4 separate regions of the Mus musculus genome follow, and regions 1, 3 and 4 are each linked to region 2. Evidence: chromatin contacts called from public Hi-C and promoter capture Hi-C data. All regions are on one chromosome and are shown on one strand. Each heading gives the region's core, a stretch centred on a gene start, on an enhancer-like site or on the middle of the called end of the contact. The rest is flanking DNA. Distances are from core to core; before and after follow the strand shown. Region 1 has its middle 81 kb from the start of 6820426E19Rik. Region 2 holds the start of Cxcl12 (chemokine (C-X-C motif) ligand 12). Region 3 has its middle 140 kb from the start of 2810048H02Rik. Region 4 has its middle 130 kb from the start of Cxcl12.

Region 1 (6,233 bases), core at 3,385-5,884, 250 kb after region 2:
CGATTGCTTTCAGTTGTTCCTCAGGGCTGGGATGAGAGCTTCCTTGGGTGGCCTGATTAGATTCCATGTTGGGAGGACAAAATGTCAATGGATTAGTGCCAATAAATCCTTTTATTTTAAGAAAAGAAGAAACACAGAATGGGTGGCTCTTAAGTTAGGCCTGCACGGAGTTCATTCTTGAATTTAATTCTGTCTGGCCTATGAGTGATACCCTAGCATCTCAAAACTACCACTCTGGTTCTTTTGTTAGAAGTCGTACTTCTGCAGAACATCACCAGATAATTGTTGTAAAACTTTACAAAAACACAACCAACAAGAGCAAATATTTACAGAAAACTAGCTTGAAATTTAAGTACTTGCTTAGAGATGCACTCCATGGGTGACCGATGTCAAGTCCCTTTTAATTACTGAGATAACACTGTTTGAAGAGCACAGTATAAGGGCATGTTTAATAGTCTTTGCTTAAAAAAATATCTACGTTACAATTGAGAACACATGAACACAGAGCTGGGAAAAGTTAAGTCACTAACAATTCTGATCCGAAGGCACCCGCTTACTGAAGTGTTCCCCTAAGCTTTGTGTCTTAGAAGGCATATATCATACGCCAGGGACATAAAGCCATATGAAACAACCAGAATCATTATATGGAAAAACAACATAAAGTCCTTTATAGCTTAACCCAGCTTCTACTTTTGAAATAAAATTCAAGATTGTTGGCTCTGTGAGATAAGAAGTCCAGAGCACTGACTAAAATAGGAACTGTAGAACTCTTTCAAATCTAGAGAATAAAACCAGTGCTATTGACTAAAAGGAGAGGCATTTCTGTTGTTCAACTGCACCTTATATGAACAGTAATAAAATTGTTATTTCGTCAAGGCTAAGAGATGCAGAACAGAGCTTCAAATAGCAAGATTACCCCAATGCCGGGCATTACACCTCCATGGTACTGACTGAAAGTGGCATTTTATATGACAGTCCAGATGTAACATACATTGTATAAAACAGAGCCCTTATCAATCACTTTGCGTGTGTTAAACATGTCTTTAATTCTGCAAACTTTTATGTAATGTATAAGCTTTAGACATACACCTCTAAACATTTATAGTCACAGACCCGTGGGTATTATTAAATGTACGAAGATTGCCTCAAAATGGTGGCTTAAGTGGTCATTTAACAGACTATAATATAAACAAATACTTAATGAATCTTGACTTTATTCAGAGAATTTTCTACATAGTCAAACGCCTGATAAGACCTGGGAAAAATGGTTCGGAAATAAGAGCATTTGTAGTACAACCCTGACGTTTGATCATAACACCCAGACATGCCAGGCAGGCTCTCACATGCATGCCTGTCACTTTTGTTGTGGGGGACAGAGACAAGTAGGCTGCTTGGGATTGCTGGCAGCCAGAAGATCTAATAAATATGGGCTCCAGGTTCATGGAGCTTTGTGAGAGGTGATAAATATGGATCTATTTTCATTCTTCTACAAGCAGACATCCAGTTAGACCAGCACAGTTTGTTGAAGATGTTTTCTTTTTTCCATTTTATGATTTTACCTTCTTCGTCAAAAAATCAAGTGTCTGTAGGTGTATGGGTGTATTTCAGGATCTTCTATTTGATTCCATTGATCAACTTGTCTGTTCCTTTACCAATACCATGCAGTTTTTATTACTATTGCTCTATAATACAGCTTGAGATCAGGGATGGAGATCAGGATTCTTTTAACTATTCTGAGTTTTTTGTTTTTTCATATGAAGTTGGACAATGCTTTTTCAAGGTAAGTAAAGGATTATATTGGAATTTTGGTGGGAATTGCATTGAATCTTTCGATTGCTTTTGGTAAGATGGCCATTTTCACTATGTTAATCCATTAGGAAGTGAGATCTTTCCACCTTCTGATATCTTCCTCAATTTCTTTCTTCAGAGACTTGAAGGTCTTGTCATACAGGTCTTTCACTTGCTCGTCTGTTAGAGTTACACCAAGATATGTTATATTATTTGTGGCTATTGTGAAGGATGCTATTTCCTTAATTTCTCTTCCCATTTATACTGAACAGAGAGCATGCAGGAGCTGGACCTAGACACCCTACACGTTTGTAGCAAATGTGCAGCATGGTCTTCATTGCATCCCTAACAAGTGGAGCAGGGCTGTCTTGGCCTCTATTTCCCGCCATTGCTCTGTCCCCGATCTGGGCTGCCTGGTTGGGCCTCAGTGTCCAGTCCCACTGGGACTAAATGTCCCAGGGTGGGGTGGTACCCAAGGGGGAGCTACCCTTCTTTGAGGAGAAGGGAAGAGGGTAATGGGAAGGGATTTGTAAAGGTGGGACTGGGATGGCAGGGGGCTGTAATCAGGATATAAAGTGAATAATAAATAAATAAATTATTAGAAAAAATTAAAACACACACACACACAAAATACAAGGTGGAGAGATATAGAAGAAGTCACCTGAAATTAACCCCTAACTTTCACATTCACATACACCATGCCTCATACACATGTATATACTACACACAAACACATGTAAGTAGGTACACACTCACATACACAGTCCAACACTCCCCCTACATGATATACTACACACAAACACATGTAAGTAGGTACACACTCACATACACAGTCCAGCACTCTACTCCCCCTACATGATACACTACACACAAACACATGTAAGTTAAGTACACACTCACATATACAGTCCAGCACTCCCTCCACATGCTTATACTACATAGAAATGCATCCAAATAAGTAAAATCCACTCTCATAACATTATTTATAAGAAAAAAAGTATTATCTACAAGAAAATATTCCAATAGCAAAATTTGCCCATCTCAACACTAAAAAATTACATGCATATTTCATGTGGACCAAAGCCCAGAATTCACAAATCTCTCCATACAGATTGATCCTAAAGCTAATCTTTTAAGTTTATATTTTAAATTTTCTCTCCAAAAAAAGTTTGGAAGTTTTCTAGGCATTTAACAAAAGTATGCTTTGCCTTTATTTCTTGTTACCCATGACTATTTAAAAAAAAGATTAAAATTTAATCTGTAAAGATCTGTTCTGGAAAAACATCCTTGTCAACATGTCTCTAGTCATCCCAGGATTTTGTAACTTAACATAACTCTTATTTCATGTCTCCCATTAATATTGTTCTATATAAACAAACTGTATTATTGGTGAAATATTTTAGATGATTATTACTTCTCCAAAATATTAGTTATTGCTTAGAAATCACTTATCTGTTACCTCTGATAAATCAGCTATTTCATATAAATTCTGTAACGAGCTTCTTTTCCTCAGTATTAACATTTGGAAGCACCAGACTCAAACCATTCAATCAGTATCAAAGCTTAAAATATACACTTCAATTAGTTGCCATTAGTTAAGCCTGAATGACATATGCCTTATATAACTAGTTGAAGTCCTCCATATTAGCTAGTTGCTTTTTCAGAGGCATAAAGGAAAAACCAGAGACCACGGCTCAAACATATTAATGTAGTTCCAGCATCAGCTCTCAAAACACCCACATTCACACAGAACATACATTGATGTTCATGCACATTTAAACTTGGCATGCCAAAGATAGCAATTTTTAGTGCAATATAAGCTCAAAAAAAATGTAAAAATGAGCTGAAGAGATTTGTCAGTCAGTTATTTTTAGAAACTCTAGGAGATTAAGCCCATGCTGCTTTAGAAGTCATGATACCTTTAGAGGACTAGTCAGCTGGAGTTTCTGTAAGCGACCATGACAGTGTGCACATGGTATTTTCCACAGCCATAATAGAGATCTCTTCAGCATTCTTGGTTGTCTGTTTCTAGTCTTTCAATGGAACTCCAAGGACTTAACCTCTATCCTACAGCGCACGCCCATAGAATTTAAAACTCCAAATTTGCTCAAAGGAGCTGCCAAACTGATAAGAGCTGTCATACAAATGGCATAAAGTTGTCTAAAGTTTTGGGGGTGTTCCATTTCCTTTGCCAGATGACGCAAGAAAAATCCAAGTTTCCTTCTTGAGGTTCTTGGCCTCATTATGAAAAGAATTTAACAACAGACTCAAAGGAAGCTCTGGGACGAATTTGTTTGAGTTTAAAAGGAAAAATCCAGGGCTGTCGAGTGGTAGCTCTTGGCAGCTTCCTGGAAAGGAGGAATGGAGAAAAGGAAGGAGGAGAAGGCTGTGAGTTAAGGCAGCCCAAGGGCAGCCACATGGCAGGCATGGCATGGCTAGGAGGGGCTTCAGAGAAAGAGTAAGGATGCCCAGGGTGCTGGGGAATGCACTTTTAGAACAGAGAATGGCAAAGAGCAAACGTTACAAGTTTTGAGTAACTCAGAACACTAAGCAGGCTTGAGAAGCTGTGTGTCTGTGATAGGGAAGTGGGAATTCTGGGAGAGAACAGCAGCCCATCTCATTAAAGGGCAATTACTCTGCCTATCTCTGTAGAGGAACTCAAGGTGAACCTGCCTTCCTAAGAAGGCTTGCCTTCTTGAGGGGATATCCTTTAGCTAGCCTCTGACCCTGCCCAACTGGAATGTCTCCAACCAGACTGTAAACTGCACCTCCTTAGCCAGAAGGAATGAGTTTTCCTTGAATGGACCTTGACTGCTCGCTACTGTGTCCATAACAACCCAATTAGTTCAATGGAACCTCTGTACCTCAGAATAACTCTGGGAGATAAAACCCTTCTCTAAGCAGCAGGCATTGAAACAATTCAAAAATAACCTGTCAGCTCAAAGAAGCTGACAAAACTAAGAGTACCGACAGGGGAGAATCTTACCTCGGGTCAGACTTTCTCAAGAGTCCAAAACAAAGTCCAAATAGTCACGACACTGCTTCACCAAGTAGAGGTTTAAAAGTAACTGTCTTCAGCTGAAGTGGGAGGATGTGAGGCCCCAATCTGAAGAGATGCCTCAGCTGCATGGGGGTCCTCCAGCCCTTTCCTCCCAGGTGTGGTCAACTTGTACTGCTGGTACCCAGAACATGTCTTCTTTAGAAATGGGCCATGGTCGTGTGCGTTTTTAATCCCAGCACTTGAGAGGCAGAGATAGGTGGATCTCTGAGTTCGAGGCCAGCCTGGTCTACTGAGTGAGTAACAAACAGGACAGGAAGAGCTACACAGAGAAATTCTATCTTGATTAAAACCAAAGTGTGTGTGTGTGTGTGTGTGTGTGTGTGTGTGTGTGTGTGTCTGTGTGTGTGTCTGTGTGTGTGTGTCTGTGTGTGTGTCTGTGTGTGTGTCTGAGTTTCTCCCCTCCCCCCCCCCGTGTGTGTGTGTGTGTGTGTGTGTGTGTGATTTCTCTCCCCCTACCCCCTCTATGTGTGTGTATCCGTCCGTGTCCATCCTATTCTCTTGTCTCAGTTGGAGACAGGAGTAAGCATCATCATTTGTAAAGGCTGAATTTCTGGGGAAAGCATTTCATGCAGACCTTGGTGGATCCAAGCCTTTCCGAACTGCTTTTCTCATCAGTGTCACCAAAGTGCTGCCACCTGGCTTTTGCCCTGGCTTCCCTTCAGCTCTCCAGAGCTGTGACCTGCACTGAAAGAATCCATACGAGATACAGAGCTCAGAGTGGAAAGAAAGGAAGGTTTATTCACAAGCAATTTGAGACACTACCCAGAGAGAGAAGACAGTAGTGACCCGAGAGAACACTACATAGAAGAACACCCTCAAAGGTGAGGGTTTGCAGTGACCAGAGAAACCCTTGTGCTCACCCAAACATTTAAGGCTAAGGTTAGGGCATTCCTGAAGTCTTTGGCAACAGCTTCCTGGGGGTATTTTCCTGTCCAGGTAACTGCCAGGCCCATCTGGATGAACTCAAAGGGAGGAAACAGTATTACATCTTTGTTCTTTACTAGAAGGCCTCCTGCTGGATAGGAATTTTATGATCCTTTTGGATTATAAATTGAGAACGTCAAGTCTCCGCCCTGGACCACACATAACTCAGGTCCCGTTCTTTGAGCCCTAAGTCATATAACATAAAGATTAAAAATATTAAAGGGAATAAAAGTAAAACTACTACAAAAGCAGCCAGAGTTTACCAGGAGAAAAGAGCCTTTTCCTAAACAGCCTCTGCCAAGCTGTGCAGCCTCTGCCTGCCCTCCTTACTTACGGCATTTTCCATCTGAAGGCAGGACAATGGAAATGGCTTCTCCCTCACAAGACGCTTTCCCTCCCCTTCCCCACCACTGCTGCTCCCTTATAACAGTGGGCACAAAGCTGATGACAAGGGACAGGC
Region 2 (5,622 bases), core at 1,734-4,233:
AAGAAGAGGGGATAAAACTAATAGGAAGGTGAATATCATCAAGGCCTATTACATGCACACATGCAAGTGTCTGTCCTCAAGATGCATTACATGCATGCATGCAAGTATCACGATGCAACTGCTTGCTGTGCACTATTGCTGTCTTTTTTTAAAAGACCATAATAATATTGCTTTCAGAAAGAGACAACAGAAGTTATCTTAGCAGTTACACTGCAAATGAGGACTGTGCCCTGAGAAGCCAACCTGGGAAGGCTAGCCAGTGAACTTTGCAGGGAGCTGCCAAGCAGAGGGGTAAGGGGCAGATGCTTGCACCAGGGACCCAGAGGCTGGCCGTGCAGACATGCCTGTTTTGTAACTCTAAAGTCAGCCTCCAGGCTCCCATCTTGATTTCTGGATAGTCTACACCACAAGCCAAGGAGTAGTGGCCAAGGGATAGTGACCAATGAGCAGCAGCCTCCCCCCCACCCCCACCCCCCATTGTTCCCTTGCTGTGTGGAGGAGACCTGCAGACTTGACAGAGACGTGAGCTGCCTGTGTGCCTTCCCTGAAACAAGGCTTCCCACAGAGGAACTGGGTGAAACCGAGCAGAGATTGTTGCATAAACAAAGGTAGCCCCAAGCTTGGGAGATACTTCTTTGGTTGAGCATAGAGAAAATTCAAAAGGCTTATGACCAACCCCCACGACCCCACCCCACCCCGCATCTCTTTCTTTGTGGAGTCTTCTAAAGTGGACATGGTTTTAAATAAAAATCATTCACCAAGTGTAAAATCGTAGAGTTTTCTTTTTTCTTTTTTAAAATCTAAAATCCAGGTCCTTGGCCACCCTATTTGAATCCTAAGCGCTTACTGCGGTGGCTCCACTCACTGGCGTTTTATGTTTTATGTGACTTATGTTAGATGGCTGGCTTTTATGTTGCTCAACATCTCCTTCTTTCCCTACCCCGGGATTTTTTTCTCTTAAATATTTCGAACTCTTAGTGCATGCCTAGCTCATCGTAGGAGGACCTACTGAACGTATTTTAGTGAATGCTTGTTGGAGGGTAGGGACAGATGTGGCCCGCATCGGCTTCTGTTCTGGAGCCTCAGTCTGCCAGAGTCTTTGTTGGCCTCTGCTTTGCTCTTAGCCTGCACAGGACACCCCTCCCCCCACCCTCACTCCTTGGCTGTGAGTGGGTCCCTCTCTCCCGATTTCATAGCAAACACCAAGAGATCTGGACACCTACCTGCTTTGGACAAACTTACAGGAGAGGTTTGCCTTGCCTCAGAGATGTACTGAATGGGAGCATCAGACAAGTTTTTGTGCTCAGAGCTTTTGCCTAGGAGCATCTGGTCTTTTTTTTTTTTTTTTTTTTTTTTTTTTTTTTTTTACTGTTTTACTGTTTTACAGGCATCAGGTATCCCAAGCGCTTGATCTCGGATTACTGGAGCATGGGAGATAAGACCACCAGAGGGCGCCGGAGCCTAGCCTCTGCCGATCCTGCAGTACAACAGGGCCAGCAAGTTCAGAGTTTAGCATACTGAACGCTCAGGATAGCGCAAAAGCCGGTAGAAATGGATGGCTGCCTTCTCTGAAATGCTACTTTTTAAACACAGGGACCAGGTCGGCGCGGTTCCAGATTTGAAGCTGAGTCCCTAAAGTGTGTCTGACAAATGAATGGATGCAAAGTGCTTAGCGGAATTGTTTAAGATACTCTCATGGCTGGAACATTTTCCTCTTGACCTTCTCCACCCTTCTTTAGTCCCTAGGTGGAGCCCCAGGCCCAAAGGTCCTGGCCACTGCTTCACAAATATGATTCCCAGATTGCCCTGAGACAGAGGCAAGTCTCTGTTGTGCACTCCCTTGGGTGAACATGATAACAGAATCCAAATCGCTAATTGGCTATGTGGGAAAAGTGGTCGAAGCATGGCCAACACTGCCTGTGGCAGTGGAAGGTCCAAAGGACGCTGCCCAAAGCCTCTAGCCCTCCAAGATTCAGTCTGCCCCCTCCCCCGTGTCTCCCCACACCCGGGTTGGGGTTGTTTTGGTTGACCAGAGTGGAACACAACGATCTATTGGCAGGGCTGAACACCAATGGGTCTATTTGTAAAGCGCCAATGACCACTTTCTGAAGCAGGGTTTTAGGGAGCGGGGCCTTAGGGAACTCTTTGGTCCTTTTTAGAACACTGGACTTTCTTCTGGAAAGGCAGGAAACACTGAAGTTTAAGAAGTTGTTTCCAGCTTCCATTAACTGAACACACATTAAAACCAAGCACAGAGAATCAGGACGTTTCGCGGGAGTGAGACCCAGTCATTTCTCCTCCGTTTCCATTCTGCAGGGTGAGAGTTGTAATCACCCACCCACTATTCGTACCATCCACCCACCCCCAGTCGAGAGAATAGGGGTACAGAGGGGAGGTGGCAAAGAAAATTCACGATACTGAGTATCTCTGGGAGACCTGTTTGGTCTCTTTGCTCGGTAGCGCAGCCCTACGTTAGAATGCATCTTCCCGGGAATGACTGTAGTGAGACTTTGGCTGGGAATCCAAGTTATTCTAACTGTAGATTGGTCCACGTTGCCCTAAGCCTAGCAGTCCACTGCGGCACAGACACCCTGGACATGAGGTGGGTCAGCTTAAGTTCCTGGCACGAAAGAAAGGGTACTCTGGCAACTTTTGGATGCGGCGAAACAGACTGTTTCGTCTCTCAGGTTCTTATTTCACGGCTTGTGCCTTTGACAGCCCCTTAGTTTCTCTATCTGCAGGATGGGAGCATTAAGCTCTACGACCCAGCCTCTTTACAATTCAGGTCCAAAGAGCCCGCCCAAGTTGGGGACTGGGAAGATCAAAGGTCTCAGCACCCAGCGGAGCCGCGGACACTGAGGGCGCCAAGAAGGGGGTGGGTAGGTAGGGAACTGGAAGGGCGGCTGCTCCGCAGGGGATGCGCGTCAGAGACCCCAGCCACACTCCAGGCCCGCCCCTTGATGAGCCCCGCCCCGCCCCGCCTGGTTTTCGCCTCTAAAGCGCCCAGCGCTCGCCTCCCGCTGCCGCACTTTCACTCTCGGTCCACCTCGGTGTCCTCTTGCTGTCCAGCTCTGCAGCCTCCGGCGCGCCCTCCCGCCCACGCCATGGACGCCAAGGTCGTCGCCGTGCTGGCCCTGGTGCTGGCCGCGCTCTGCATCAGTGACGGTGAGTGCAATCCGCGGCCGGGCCCGGGAAAGGCTCGCAGCTCTGCGCCGGAGCTCCTTCGGGTCCGCGGTTCCTCTGCCCGCGCCGAAGTCGCGGAGAAAGAACTCGGTCGGCGCCGTTCACTACAAGCGAACTTGGGGCAGTCCACTTTGCAGGGCGCACTCCCACCGGGTGCCCTTTCCCGTGTCCCACGGGTCGCACCGAGGTTTTGTGCTCTGCGAAGTGCGGCCATAGGACCTAGAGAGGGCTGCAGGGGAGGACCCGCAGGATTGTTGGGCAAGAGTGGGTTCGGCGCGGAATGGAAGCGTGGGCGATTGTGTCCGGGGCTTGGGCCCCGGAGCGCGCCAGCTGCACTCAGCTAGTGTCTACCGGCGCCCAGATGTTTCCAGAGGCGAAGGGCAGCGCGGTCCCGGAGTTGACCGTGCAAGAGGTTCACTCGGGTGGTGCGTGTGTCAGCAAACTCTCAAAGACCGGTCAAGTAGCTCGAAGTGCATGGCTTGGCTATAGGTTCAGTGGTGAGGCTGAGTTTCGTCCCCTGCGGGTGTAGCGTGTTCTCTTACAGCACCCTCGAGGGGCTCAGGGCCACCAGCAGCGCAGCGCAGCTCTTGAACTCGCGCTGCCAGCCAGGGCCGCGCTTCTGCACAGTTCGTTGGTCCGTAGCGACGCGGACCTGAGCACGCGTCTCTTCACTGCCCCTTTTTCTTCTTACCCGGGTCACTAGACAAAGGCTCAGCAGTTACCCAAGCTATATGCACACCTCTCCCCAACCCCCAAACACACCTGCAAACGGGCGCTTTTGTAGCCAGCCCCGGAGTCCTCAGCTCTGGAATGAGAGCTGCAGCGGAGTTCAGTCTCCCAGACCCAGGGTGGTGTCTTCTTTCACTGGGAAAGGGCTTTCATTTTGTTTTCTTTTTTTGACACTGAAGAGAAAACTCTCAGCGCTGTTACAAGACACCGTTGCTGCAAAACAAAACAAACCATTGCCTCTGAACACAAAACAAAATCCTACTAGTCGATCCCCTGCCTTCCTCCGCAGTGGTGTTTCCTGGAGAGAACTGAGGGACAGTCGGGGCTCTTGGTGAGACTGAGCTCTAAATGCTGCCCAAGTACACCAACTCGTTCGTTTGGGTTCTTTCCCTGTGACAACGGGGTACGGGAATGGTTGGAGTTGCCTAGTCCGAGGGAAATGTTCTGTAAAAGAATAGTCAGTTGCTGATCGGAGTAGTAAAAAAAAAGAAATGAAAGGCAGTTTCGATTTTTTTTTTTTTTTTTTTTTTTTTTTTTGTTACCGAGAACACCCGGGAGGCTGAGCCTTCCCACTGGTCCCCCAGTGCCCCGTCATGGAGCACATTGATTTGGGCATTAATAATTGAATGAGCTGGTGATGTTGCAAGGGTCACAGCCTCTGGCAAGTTAGGTATGGGGCAAGAATGTAGGACTCAGGTCCTCAAGGTTGGAGTGCAATTATCCAGAGTAAAAGTTGTCTCACCCTCAACATATTCTGACCCTAGGAAGAGTCGGATTGTTGACAGTGTCTGGATCAGACCTGTTCTCTAGGCAGGACCCCATTGTGCTGCCCGAATGAACTTTTTTACCTCCTAGTGCCTGTGTGCCCTCTGATCTTACACAGCCCTCAAGTTGCAGCACGGCTAACCTTGCTGTGGTTCCTGTCTTTTCCCATCAGCTACTCCAACTCAGAAGCTAGATAGTAGACACCGGAGGCTTCTTTGGTTAAACCCAGAGCAGCAGGCTTGCCAGGCTTGTTAGATTGAATGGACCCCTGGTTCCCTAAGCCAAGCTCTCTAGATTCCCAAGTCCAGGGTGGCAGCAGAGCTGGATTAGACTTTGGTCTGTACCTGAAGTCTGGTTTTCCTATGCTTTAGAGTCTAAAGACACTACCCTTCCTGGGGCATGCATCCCTTAGCTAAATAATGCTTGCAGAAGAAGATAATCCCATCATATATTTAATTCGGTCCACTTCTCCAGCTGCTTCCCAAAGGCAGTGAACTTCAGAATACCCAGAAGTCTCCTGGAACTCTAAATAAGCAAACTTAAAATCCTGGGGCTAACTATTCTCAGTCATACTTTTAAACTTTGGTGAAAAGACCCATAAATTGAAACATTTGGGGATGCTCAGTAGAGCTAGGATAAAACCCTGTTGTTGGGGGAGCAGCTACAAATCCAGCAGTCCTCAGGGTTTGCAATTCTAGACTTAAAGGGTGGTTCTTAAGGGGGGGTTCTAAAGGAGCCCCTTGCTAATTTACACTAATGAGTGTCAATTATAGCATTTTGCAAATTGGTGAATTGGCAAACAAAGCTGGTAATAGGATCCAGGAGGCCTAGGCATCCAGGTAGTGACCATAAAAGCCACGGTTGACCCCAGCTTTTGGGAAAAGCTGGATAGAAGGTAAATCCGGGTCCTCCCCTCTGGATTCTTTTGTGATTTCCAGGGCTTAG
Region 3 (5,522 bases), core at 1,275-3,774, 160 kb before region 2:
CCTTAAATCACCTTGGCATTGATCATGTCATAGAGGAGTGGCAAGCTTGATGTCTAACAAGAATCTGTGATTTCAAGCCCCTTTTTCTGAATAAGCATTCTTTTACTTTGAGATTTCTGAGATCTTTTTATACTGTGGGAAATGTGTCACCCAAAATGTAAATCCTTCCTAAATACCTAGGAAGATGAAATTTTAAAGCAAAGACTTGACTTCAGCAAGGGTGGAGATAAAGTAACTAAAGGATAGCAGGAAGTGAATGATATACGCAGACGCAGGAGCAGCCTGGTCCCACAGTGAGCAAAAGCCCTTCCTGATGTGTGTGTGCATCCCTTCCAGGGAGCCCCTGCCAGCAGGAGGAAGCAGAGCTCTGAGGCCCTGGCTGCCTCACTCTCCCATTGCTACAACCATCCTTCCCTCAGTATCCCAAGGGAAAAACAATTGCAGAACCCATAGTAAGCCAGAAGGGGCCATATGATATAAGTGATACAAGCGTTCCATCGGTTTCCAGGGTTCAGCCAGGTAATTATGTACACAGAGATGGAATGTGTCAATAAGGGTTGCCAACTGTGGGTTTATGAAATCTCTATGAGTTTTTTAAAAGCCATATTGTATATTTACATTTTTGAACTTAAGTGGTATGATGTTGCATATAATCTCCCAGGCTTACTATTATATTTAATTATAAAAATTAAATATTATTTTGGCTTATGGTAGCACATCTCTTCTGTCTGTTCAGATTTCATTATGTAAACACTAGAGTTTATTTGTGTGCTCATCTGTTGATAACCATGTGGATTTTTTCAGAATCTCTGTGAACAGCACTGTTATAAACTTTCCAGTGTGGGGAAAACATGCCTACAGATACACAAAAGGTGACATTGGGGGTAAAAGACACATGAACATTTAACTCTAGCAGTCAAGTGAGTATTATTGTTTGCCTTTCAAATACAGTGGAAGGGCCATGCACCGAGACTTGACTCTCCACCCACAGCACGACTGAGCAATGGCAGATCCTTTGTGGAATAGAGGCTAGAAGAGGACATTGTGCCATTAGGAAGAATGAGGGATGACCGATTGCCTTGTGCTTTCTCTTTGGTTCCTAGCATCCCTGAGATGGGGCAGCCCCTCAACCATGAACTTCCCTGCCCAATATCTTGCCCCAATACAAACCACAAGCCAATAGGACCAGATGACCTTGAACTGAAATCTCTGATCACTGAGCCAAATTAAACCTTTTCCTGTTTTAAGAGTATTGTACAGTTTTTTTTAATTATTTTTAATTTTACTATAGTAATGGAAAATGGCTCCCCAAGTTTAAAATAAAGCAAAGATTCTATGGAATTGTAGTCTGCTCTGTCTTTTAAAATAATTACTTATGGAATAGATGTAAAGCAATATTTTGTTGTATGGATGGCTGCTCACTCCCTGACTGGTAACAATGAACATGGATCTATGTATGCTGACATGCATATAATTTACAGAAGATTAAAACATGACTGACACACTTATAATCTGAAAGATCTATTGGATTTACAAAAGAAAATTGTATACAATTTTAAAAAACACATGAGTTTAGAAATTAATTACATGGCAGACCATTGAGAAACTTCTAAAAATAAATTTAAAGGTTTGATATCAGATACTATGTAATTAGTTTAGATAGAAATGGCAAAAAGAGATCAACCACAAAGAATTCATGTATTTGGAAAAAGGTGAGCATATCGTATGAATGGTGCTGCCTTGGTTGTTTTTTCCTAGAGATTCCTGGGCAGAGGTACCTCAGTTGAGAAAGTTCCTCCATCACATTGCCCACAGAGCATTGATTGACTGATGGCTACTGTGGGAGGGCCCAGCTCCCTGGGTACCACCACCGTGTGGGCAGTTGGTATGGGCTCAAAGGTTAGAAAGGAAACTGGGAAAGTCATGGGTAAGGGGTCAGTATTGATCCTTCATGGCCTCTGCTTCAGTTCCTGTCTTGAGTTCCTGCCCTGACGTCCGGTCCGTCTGATGTACTATGACTGTGCTTTATTATAGCAACAGAAAGCAACATGAGACAGTGGTGAAAGAAGCCAGGGTGGGTACCAGAAAGTGTTTAGGAAATATTAGCATGGAGAATATGGATCCAAGAGGAATTTTATGTCACTAAATATTGTTTTTTTCAAAAGGCTTTAAAAATTGGATGAGCTAAGAATCAGACACACACAAAACATAGATGTAAAGGATGAGAAATGACATTTCCAGCAAGGACTGGCTAAATTGCAGATGGGATGTTTTCAGATTAATTTGTGAAGATAAATACACATAAACCATCCATCCACAGCCATCATTAAAATGATCAGACCTTTAGCCTGGTTGTCCGAAGAAGCAAAACAATACTTTTTGGATGGTGATAACGATACAAGGGCCTTGGACTCCCTCTGGGGTCTCCAATCACTGTGCCAAAGATTAAGGCCTCAGTGCTGAGGCTGACAGAAGAAGTCAGGGGAAGATGGAAAGCAATGACGCATGTGCGCCCTGCAGATATTATCTCCTCATCTGTGGCTCAGCTTTTCTTCTTAACAATGTCTTGTGAAAAGCCAAGTCGATGACTCACGCTGGGCAATCTGAACACTTTAATTCTCCAGCTATTTTGACAGCATGGATTTAGATGAACACTTAGATAACAGGGCCCAAAAACCTTCAATTGACTTTCTAACAAAATTTAGGATAATTAACTGAGAAATTAAAGTAGTGTTAACAAATGATGTTAGGATAGCAATCTCATGAAACAAAGCAAACTCATAATTCCTTGTAACACATGGGGAGATCAGTGGGAATTGGTAGGCTTAAAGATAAAACCTATACATGCAAAATTCTAGAAAAATACGCAAAAACCTTTGTGATCCCATATTGTGAAGAAAAGGTCCTGAACAAAACAGAGAAACACAAACCATGAGGGAAATAGGATAAATTAGGCTTCATCAAAATTAAAGCTTTACTCTTGATGACTTTGAACACACAAGACACCATGTGAAATGCACTGGTATCGTTATTTTACACATGAATAAGCCATAGTGCCAATTTCGATCATAAAGCCGGGAAGTGCTGAGCGAGAGATCAGACTGAGACTGGCTCCCAATTGCTTGTCTTTTCCTGAGCACAGAAGTCTGCCTGCCTGTTACGACCTAAGTGCAAACATAAATAACTTGTGCTAGCTATGCCATGGTTCTGTCAAAGATAACTGAAAATGGGATGCATACTATAATGGTTATAGGACGCTTATCTCTTGTGTATGTAGACAGACATTTTTGCAGCTATTTAATCCCATAGGCATTTGGCAGGACAGCGATGGAGCCACTCTCAAATGGATTTTTCCTAACTACTGTCCAAATCGATCTGATCAGAAACAGCAACAATTGCCAACCAGTTGTGACTTCCAAGAAGTACAAATCCCAACACTCACAAGGGCTTGGTATTAGAGGCTTTTCTGCAGAGTTTTTGTGACCCCACTCCAATGGGCTTGATATCAGCTATTCAGGCAAGAACACTTACCACATGATCTCAGATGTTGATACACAGAACTGCCTGTGTCCCAAGAACCTGAATTTTCACACTTCATCTCTCTCTGCATGACTGGGGTGGAGTGGGGATGAGGGGGTGTTGCCTGACTCCCAGAGCCACATATGAGCAAACTCTACCAATCACCATGAATTGGGCTGGAAACCATTCCAAAAGCCAACTGCAGGTTCATATCAAATTATCCACAGAAAACTGAACTGATGGAGTTTAAAGCCAGTGTGGGAACTCTGAGGGAGTTGAGAGCAAGGGTACAAGCCCACAGCAGAAACCATCCATCACTGACAAGAAAATTGGGTCCCTTCCTCCCTGGCTTGTACAAATTAATTTCTTTAGGAGAAATTCTCCGTGCACAATTAGAACCAAATAATTGGTATCTGCTGGGAAAAAAAACCCACAAAACAACTCAGCCATTATTCAGTAAAACATATATATCAAACTATAACCTCATTCTTTGGAGGGTGTTGGGCGCTTAAGACAGGATACCACTACACCAGTCAAGCTGGCTTTGAAAGTTTGGTCCTTGTGCTTCAGCCTGTGGTGTACTGGAATAAAATGCCAGGGTCACAGAGGATGGCCTCTGACAACACACCTTGTCATCACAGGCTTACATTCTGTGATAAAAATGCAAAATACCATGGGTGCAGGAGTGCTGTTGCAGCTGTCAAGAGCTCGGTGATCTTCCAAAGGACCAGAGATCATTTCTTAGTACCCATGCCAGGTGGCTCACAATAGGCAACAACTCGAGCTCCAGGGAATCTGCTGCCTCTGAAGACACCGGCATTCATGTGAACATCAACACACCAAATGCAGACAAACCTGCCTACGAATAGTTAAAAATGATAACAATAAATCTTTTAAAAAGTAAAATTTCATGGGTAGCCTCCTAATAGGTTCTCAAAATTAGTTCTCATGTGAAGGTAATAGTGGTTAAACTAGACATTTCAATTCAGTGGTAGATACAGAATCAAGCCCTAGAGCAGGAAACAAGCCTTGAAAGCCAGGTAACCTGCTTCCCTGGCTCTGGTGACATCTGACATCTGCCCTTGGATCCACTGGGTAGCAATGACCTCAGTGCACACTGTCACTGTCATGGCTCTGTTCAGATAGAGAATCCGTTGCTTCCTAAGCAGATGCTTCGGTGCACAAGCAATGGTTGTAATGTCCACCCTCCACCTTCTGCAGTTGCTCAGACCTTGCAGGCTCCACTAATGGCCTCACTACACACACCTTTCCAACTCCCTGGAAATCAGTAGGCAAAAGTCAATACTATTTGAAAGAAGAAATACTCAGATCCATCAATGAGTCAATTTGTGTAGGCATGCCACTGTGGTTCCCACGCTATTTATTTATTTATTTACTTACTTACTTACTTACTTACTTATTTTTCTTATGTGCCCAAAGTAGAATCTATGTCATTTTCTAATTTGCTTGGGATTTTTTTTCTGATTCATGCTTCAATGTCTTGTCATAAAACATAGCTACATATGGAAATACTTTAATGATGATTAAACACTAAAATCAGAAACATTTTCAAAGAACATCCCAAACTTTTGCAAAGCATTCTTCATGCCAAAAACAGTCCTGAGCCCTTTACCTATGGTAATTTATTATACCCCGGTACGAACTCCACGAAACAGGTACAGTTGTTATAGCAACTCTACAGAGCAGGAGGCTGAGACACAGAGACTAAAAAACCTTCGGAGAAGCACTGTCATACAATCGTGTGCCTGCCAACCAAAGAGTTGTGTTCTTTTGTCAAAAAAAAAAATTGAAGCTCTGAGTAATATTGTTTATGTTTTAAGCATTTCATTTAGCTCACATTTCTTGGCATCCTCCAGGGAATAAAAATCAAAACATACAACAGCAGGGTCACAGGCTGGCTTCATGGGCATCCAACCTTGGGAATTTTAATGCTCTTCTGCTGTTTGCGTGATATCTTTAGAACAAGGGCCTTGACTTTTTGT
Region 4 (5,855 bases), core at 1,643-4,142, 130 kb after region 2:
ATGATGTCAGGCAGGGAAAGTGTCCCAAACAGATGGCCACCTAGCAATTGCTGCCATTCATGTATCTGAGAATCTCAATGGGCCCTTTGCCCGTTGTTTTGTTTTGTTCTTCCTATTCAATTTTCCCAAAAGAAAAGTGACCTTGGCCACTCAGAAAATCAGAGCTGATGGCCTTGGGGGAACTTGGAGAGGAAACAGAAATCTGAGGTCTGGGGCCCTCTCAGAGCCTCTGTTTAAGAGGAATAGCCTTCCTGCTTGGGCTACAAGAAATTGAGATGGCATAGCAGCATTTGTATGTGGGCCTTATGGAGGCTCCTGGGATATTTTTCAGATCTACTCCAGGTCAGAATGTCTCACTGAGACTCTAATAGGCCTTACTCAGGAACAAGGATGAAGAAAGAGAAACTAGTTCCTATAGGAAACTGATAGGAAATAAGTAGCTGGCATCCACTGGCATCTCTCTCTTCAGCACCATAGATGTCTAACTTTACTTCCATCCTCAAGGCTGCTTCTCTCCGTAGTTGGCCAACTACAGGTTCCTATCTTATTTCATCATTCTCTTCTTTGGGTCAGTCTTCACCCATCACAGCTTCATCGGCACCCATTACTAAGGTTGTTTGCTGTTCACTTGGCCTACCTCATGGTCCAAGCAGCCCTCTACACAGTGATTCCAATTGTCCTAAATGCCACATCAACACAACATACACCCTCTATACCCTCCCTGCCCATCCTGCTCCTCTCCACTGTACCCCCAGGCTTTCCCTCTCCAGGTTCACTGATTTCCAGGTTCACTGATTTAGCCTGTTGCTCCCTAGGATTCAGGGCAGAAGCCAAGGTCTCAGCCCTGGACTTTTCACCCCACTGTAAACATGACCAGTCTCACAGGATTGGTGCCTGCCTTCCAGCTATATAAATACATAGATGGCCAACGAGTTATAAACCGAATACTTTGCCCTTCCCTCTGTAAACAGCCCATCAAAAGGTAAACCATTCAGAAGATAAAAGTAAAACTAAAAAAGTCCACCAGGGTTCTAATTCTTCCTTAGGATGGCAGTGAACCATGCTAGCCTGGCTGTGTTTGGTGGCCACACTGGGTTACCTGGTCATCTTTGTTCAGATGTGTTTCAAGTCATCTTTTCTCCCCAGTGATCAGGGTGAATTCAGGGTCTCGAGGCTTGTTAGGCAAGCAGGGAACTACATCCCAATCCTTCCTCTTTATTTTTTAGATAGAATTACACAAAGTAGGCTGGCTTTGAACTCCTTATGTAGCCCAAGCTGGCCAATCTGTGACTCTCCTGCCTCAGCCTCTCACATACCTATTCCACCAGTTCTAACTTTTATATCCAGAATCATGGATTGTGTGGTCATGTTTCTCCTTCCTCCACTGTTCCCTCTGGCAAGGACATTCTGTGTTCTTTTGTAGCCTTATATACTATCCTGAAAGTTTACAACAACAACAACAAAAGTAAAACTAGTGAACAAAAAATCCTATTGGCTGAGGGTTCTGAGTACTGAGTCTTCCTCTTTTCGGTATAGACGATAAGTTAAAGGTGTCTACATATTATTAACTATTTGTTCACTATGGTACCCTGCATAATCAGACAATAGGAAAATCACGTGGATTGCATATGATTCTGGAGTCCTGCTGTCCTGCTGGGCCCAGCTCAGCCCCACTATTCACGGATGCACCACCTTGGGAGAAGTTATCAAATCCCTCCAAACTCAAAACTCCAAATGGAGTTTTTCTTCCCTTTGAAAATATGGAAAGTACTGTTCACTTTTAAGACTGGGTGATCACAAATGATAATCCATGAGAAATGGTTACCATCTCACAAGCACTCCTCCTCCTTCTCCTCTTCCTCCTCCTTTTCCTCTTTTGAATTCTCTAGCCTTCCAGCCTGTCTGTCTCCTTCCCCACCAACCACCCCCTGGTTTTGTCTTGTCCCCTTGTGTCTCCCCATCTCCTTCTCCCCTCCCCTTCCTTTCTAATGATAGTTCTTAGAGCTCCATGTTGCATGAATCAAGACATGGTGGCCATAGAGATGGGCTGTACTGCGTATCAGCTCATAGTGTGAGCCTCTCAAGGTTTATAATGTCCTTGACCCATTCTCATTGGCCACATCCTTCTAAATTATGAGTATCAAAGCTAAAGCATCTAAATGGATTCTGTCCAAACCAGAAAAGGCAAAATTATTACCAACTTACCCGAGGTAAACACTTGGGCTTCCTATAGAGGAGCCCCAACTAGCAAGCTCCGAGGTTACAAGAACACTTGTTGATTCGGAATGAGCTGGTGGGAAACCTGTGCAACACAAGTAATCTCAAAACGGAGCTGAGGGCAAGGTTGCTAAGGTCAGGTTGTGCTAGCAAACTTGGACCTCCACCCAAGAGCAAAGTTCAACTGCAGCTCTTATGGTAAATATTTGCCCTCATTTTGCTATTACCTCCATCTTGCTTTGTTTATCTTAAGGTCACGTAGCCTTTCACTTTCCCATCTGGCTGGCATCCAGAGGTCATGGTGACCACACAGCTGGGCAGATGTTAGGAATCTAGACTGAGATGCTTTAGTGAGAATGTCAGAGTGGATTCCTTGTGGAACCCATGTGGGTGAGGTGAACAGAGCTCTCTGGGGACTCAGGCCTTTCCCACCCATCCCTGGGAGCTCATCAGTGAAGCTGTGTTTGTCTTAGAGCCCTATGGCATTGAGAACCTGAAGGTGACAAGCACTGACCACCAGCACAGCAGACACTCTTGGCCAGTAACTTTTCAGAGTCAGCGCAAATGCTGGAAAAGCATTATGCAATGTTTCTGGCTGGGATGAAGATGTAGCCTTGACCCCATCCACCATGTGTTTTAAATCCCTGTATTTATTGATGCCAGCTCTGAGTGTTGCCTTGTGCTCTGTGGGAGGGACCTTGGCCCTTAACATCATTAGTAACCGTCCTAGCAGGGCCACGGGTTCCCTTTAAGGTGATGGTAAATCTCTGCTTGGGAGTTTAGCTCTCTCTAGAGCAGGCGTCTAAGAACCACAGATATACAAGCAGAAGGGGAGGGAGGTGCCCAAGGGAAAAGCCTAGATAACTGGTCCTCCTTCTCCTCCTTCTTTTTTTTTAAAAAAAAACAACTATTATTGTTACTGATTTTACAAAATTACATACACTACACTCCTTCACATCCCATCCCCCTGTTCACACTCACCGCTGCTCACAAATCTCTCACTCATGTTCATATCTATTTGATTTTGTGACCCACCAAGATTAACCAGAACCATCTGTGTGACTGTGCGTTTTGAGCTATCTGTTGGAGTCTGGTCAGCTCAGCAGCAGGTCCACAGTGATTTCTCCCTTTCCAAGAATCTATAGTTAGCTGATAGTTTCAAGACTCAGGAGCCTCTCCCCCTCCTTGGCTGACTATTGATAGGGACAGTCTTGCATGGGCCCAGAGTAGGTAACTACACTGAGTGAGTTAAGGAATACAATAGTTGTAGCAGCCTGCTGTCAAGCCCTTCCGCACTTCCTGACCCTCTTCCACAGAGTTCCCTGAGCCTTAGAAGGGGGGTACAAGTGACTTGCTTAGGGCCCACTACAGTCCATATTTTCTGCATCTTGGGAGGCCATGAGCTCCTGCAATCACTTCTGTTCAGAGTTAGAAGAGGATGCACTAATTAAGTCTGGGACAGCTTTAATTGAGGGCCATGGGCTTGGGTATTTAGAAGGCAGTTTTCTGCTATGTCAGTTTAGTTGGCTGACCAAAAAAATGCTCCTAAACCATTCACCAGTTCTTTGTGTTGGAAAGCCACCATGCCTGTCTATCTATCTATCTATCTATCTATCTATCTATCTATCTATCTATCTATCTATCTATCTAATCAAATGCCAACCATACTACCTCTACTACGAATCATTTCCAACTGCATCTGTGTTCCCACTAAACCGCCTCTCCCTTTAGCCTTCCTTCTTGCATCTTTCCACACTCAGAGGAGGTTACTAGTAGGATTTCTAATTCCATTTTTACTCTAATTCGTGTTTTTATCTTTTATTTGTCTATGTGTGTGCATTTGCTTGAATTTATGTTTACCATGTTCGAGCTGATGCTTACAGACACAAGAGGGCCTCAGTTCCTCTCAACTAGAGTAACTTGTGAGGCACCTGATGTGGATGCTGGGAGCCAAAACCTGGGTCCTCTGAGAGAGCAGTGTGTGCTTTTAACCACTGAGATGTCAGACTCCTGGAAAGATTCATTGGAACCTAACTTCATCAGGTTTTAACCACTGAGCCACCTCTTCAGAAAGAGTAATTGCAACCTAACTTCACTGTGTTCTTAGGGTTGTCACTTTGTTGGTGGGCACTGAAGTGCTGTAGCAAGTGACGGCACTTCCGAAGGGGAGACACTGCCCTTCTTCTCCTAACTGAAAAGCAATAAGAAAAGCAGGAATTAGGCAGAAAGCCTAGGATATTGCTAAGACAAGAAAAGGTAACTGCTTGGCTTCTCCACCAACTAGAACAGTAGATGACAAGTCTCAAGGCTGAGACTTAGAAGACCAAACACTCATTCCCTGGGTTACCGTCCTGTTCCCAAAGGTGCTTACCATCGACCCTTTGCTTGTGCTCTCTGGCTGTAGTGCCTGTGTGGAGACAGTTTGCCCATTTAGAATGAAATGCCTTACCTCCTTATTTCCTCTATTTCTACATTACATTGAAAAATATAATGTTTGCAAATGTGAAAGTCATGAGTGTCTAGTCAATTAAATTCACAAGGGAAAGTAATTTTTGCATACTGGTAAGGACATGCTTCCTAATTCATTTTTATGATAAAATAAATTTAATTATTTTCTACAAACTATGGTGTTTCAGTTAAATCTTTAGCCCATATAGAACTGATGGAATATATATTGCATAAACTTATGATTGAGATATATTTAAACTCCATATGGTACACTCCAAATTTTCAGTACATAGGTTTCTTTTTTTTAATATGTCAAGTGTTGTTTTAAGTAGACTAGACAATTCACTTAACATTCACTATTGTTATTTTTCTATTTTTTATGAATAATATATGCTTAAATTTTCCTATTTCCATGCCTTATTTTAGTTTAATTTAAATCATTCAGTTTTTCTTCTATTACCTTTTTCATAATACAGTTTTTCACTATTTTTAGTGGTTTCCATAGAGACTGAAACATACAAAGCTCTGACTCACATACCAAGGATAAATTTTATGTATTTGCCAGCACTTTAACTTGTGTTTATTTCGCTCATAAACAACTATTTGATTTCATTGCTTTACAGTTTCATTTTACATTTTCACTTTTATCTAATCATAAATCTGTATTTTCTATTTCATTACCCTCTTCTATTTATATTCTTCCCCTATGAGATAGTTTCACCTCTACTGTTGATAATTATTTCTTAATGCAAGTCTGGTAATGATGAATTCTTTCAGAGTTTTGAATAGAAAGACTTGTATTTGGCTTTTAAGTTTTGAAGTATATTTCGATTTTGAATCTATTTCTGATAGCTGTAAACTTCTACACAGACATTTTTCCCTCAGCTCCTTATAGTATCACTTCCAATTTTAAGCCATCTTTTACTTCTGTGGAGGTCAGTTGTCAGTCATGTTTTGCTCCATTTCATCTTAGTCTTAAACTTTAATTTCTTTTTAGATTTTTCATAGAATGTTTATTGAACACAGTCCCTCCACACCCCTTCCCTCCCCTTTCTCTCCTCTCATGTTAGCCTCTTCTGTCTCCTCAAACAGTTTCACTTTTACTCTTCTGTAAGAACCACAGCTGAGAGCAAGCATACAAGAGTCATCTTTCTTAGAATGGCTTAATTAGCTTAGCTTAGTATGGTTGT

What was found. Promoter capture Hi-C pulls out the DNA fragments that hold promoters and counts their contacts. A called contact is a pair of places that touch in the nucleus more often than the background predicts.
Region 1: a contact with region 2 is called in a promoter capture Hi-C map of hippocampal neurons, with 10 times the contacts expected there. The contact joins the enhancer-like site here to the promoter of Cxcl12 in region 2. A contact is called at or near these places in 17 of 39 promoter capture datasets (the 3T3-L1 cell line, the C10 cell line, cranial neural crest and 7 more), 1 of 15 datasets of contacts at CTCF or cohesin (large pre-B cells), 30 of 484 Hi-C or Micro-C datasets (the HL-1 cell line, the MC3T3-E1 cell line, the STO cell line and 14 more), 14 of 115 datasets of contacts at active chromatin or transcription factors (bone marrow-derived macrophages, cardiomyocytes, craniofacial prominence and 6 more) and 3 of 9 other capture datasets (adipose tissue, embryonic stem cells and liver).
Region 3: a contact with region 2 is called in a Hi-C map of uterus, with 5 times the contacts expected there. The contact joins the enhancer-like site here to the promoter of Cxcl12 in region 2. A contact is called at or near these places in 1 of 39 promoter capture datasets (the 3T3-L1 cell line), 4 of 484 Hi-C or Micro-C datasets (nephron progenitors and uterus) and 1 of 115 datasets of contacts at active chromatin or transcription factors (craniofacial prominence).
Region 4: a Hi-C map of liver shows a contact between it and region 2, with 5 times the contacts expected there. The contact joins the enhancer-like site here to the promoter of Cxcl12 in region 2. A contact is called at or near these places in 10 of 39 promoter capture datasets (the 3T3-L1 cell line, the C10 cell line, cranial neural crest and 6 more), 1 of 15 datasets of contacts at CTCF or cohesin (pro-B cells), 16 of 484 Hi-C or Micro-C datasets (the Patski cell line, cerebellar granule neurons, embryonic fibroblasts and 4 more), 7 of 115 datasets of contacts at active chromatin or transcription factors (craniofacial prominence, embryonic stem cells, liver and 1 more) and 3 of 9 other capture datasets (adipose tissue, embryonic stem cells and liver).

The regions. Positions count from the first base shown.
Region 1 is chr6:117,411,172-117,417,404 of GRCm38.p6, forward strand. No RefSeq gene overlaps it. Among named protein-coding and RNA genes, the nearest start is that of 6820426E19Rik, 81 kb to the right of the region's middle. Within about 2 kb of position 4,635, at least 7 of the 459 cell types and tissues checked have an H3K27ac peak or open chromatin away from gene starts, as enhancers often do.
Region 2 is chr6:117,165,552-117,171,173 of GRCm38.p6, forward strand. It overlaps Cxcl12 (chemokine (C-X-C motif) ligand 12), which reads left to right and starts at 2,984. Exons shown (of 3, transcript NM_021704.3): 1 at 2,984-3,165. The coding sequence starts at 3,105.
Region 3 is chr6:117,010,262-117,015,783 of GRCm38.p6, forward strand. No RefSeq gene overlaps it. Among named protein-coding and RNA genes, the nearest start is that of 2810048H02Rik, 140 kb to the right of the region's middle. Within about 2 kb of position 2,525, at least 6 of the 459 cell types and tissues checked have an H3K27ac peak or open chromatin away from gene starts, as enhancers often do. A contact at or near this core is called in uterus, where this site is marked.
Region 4 is chr6:117,297,244-117,303,098 of GRCm38.p6, forward strand. No RefSeq gene overlaps it. Among named protein-coding and RNA genes, the nearest start is that of Cxcl12, 130 kb to the left of the region's middle. Within about 2 kb of position 2,893, at least 15 of the 459 cell types and tissues checked have an H3K27ac peak or open chromatin away from gene starts, as enhancers often do. A contact at or near this core is called in liver and uterus, where this site is marked.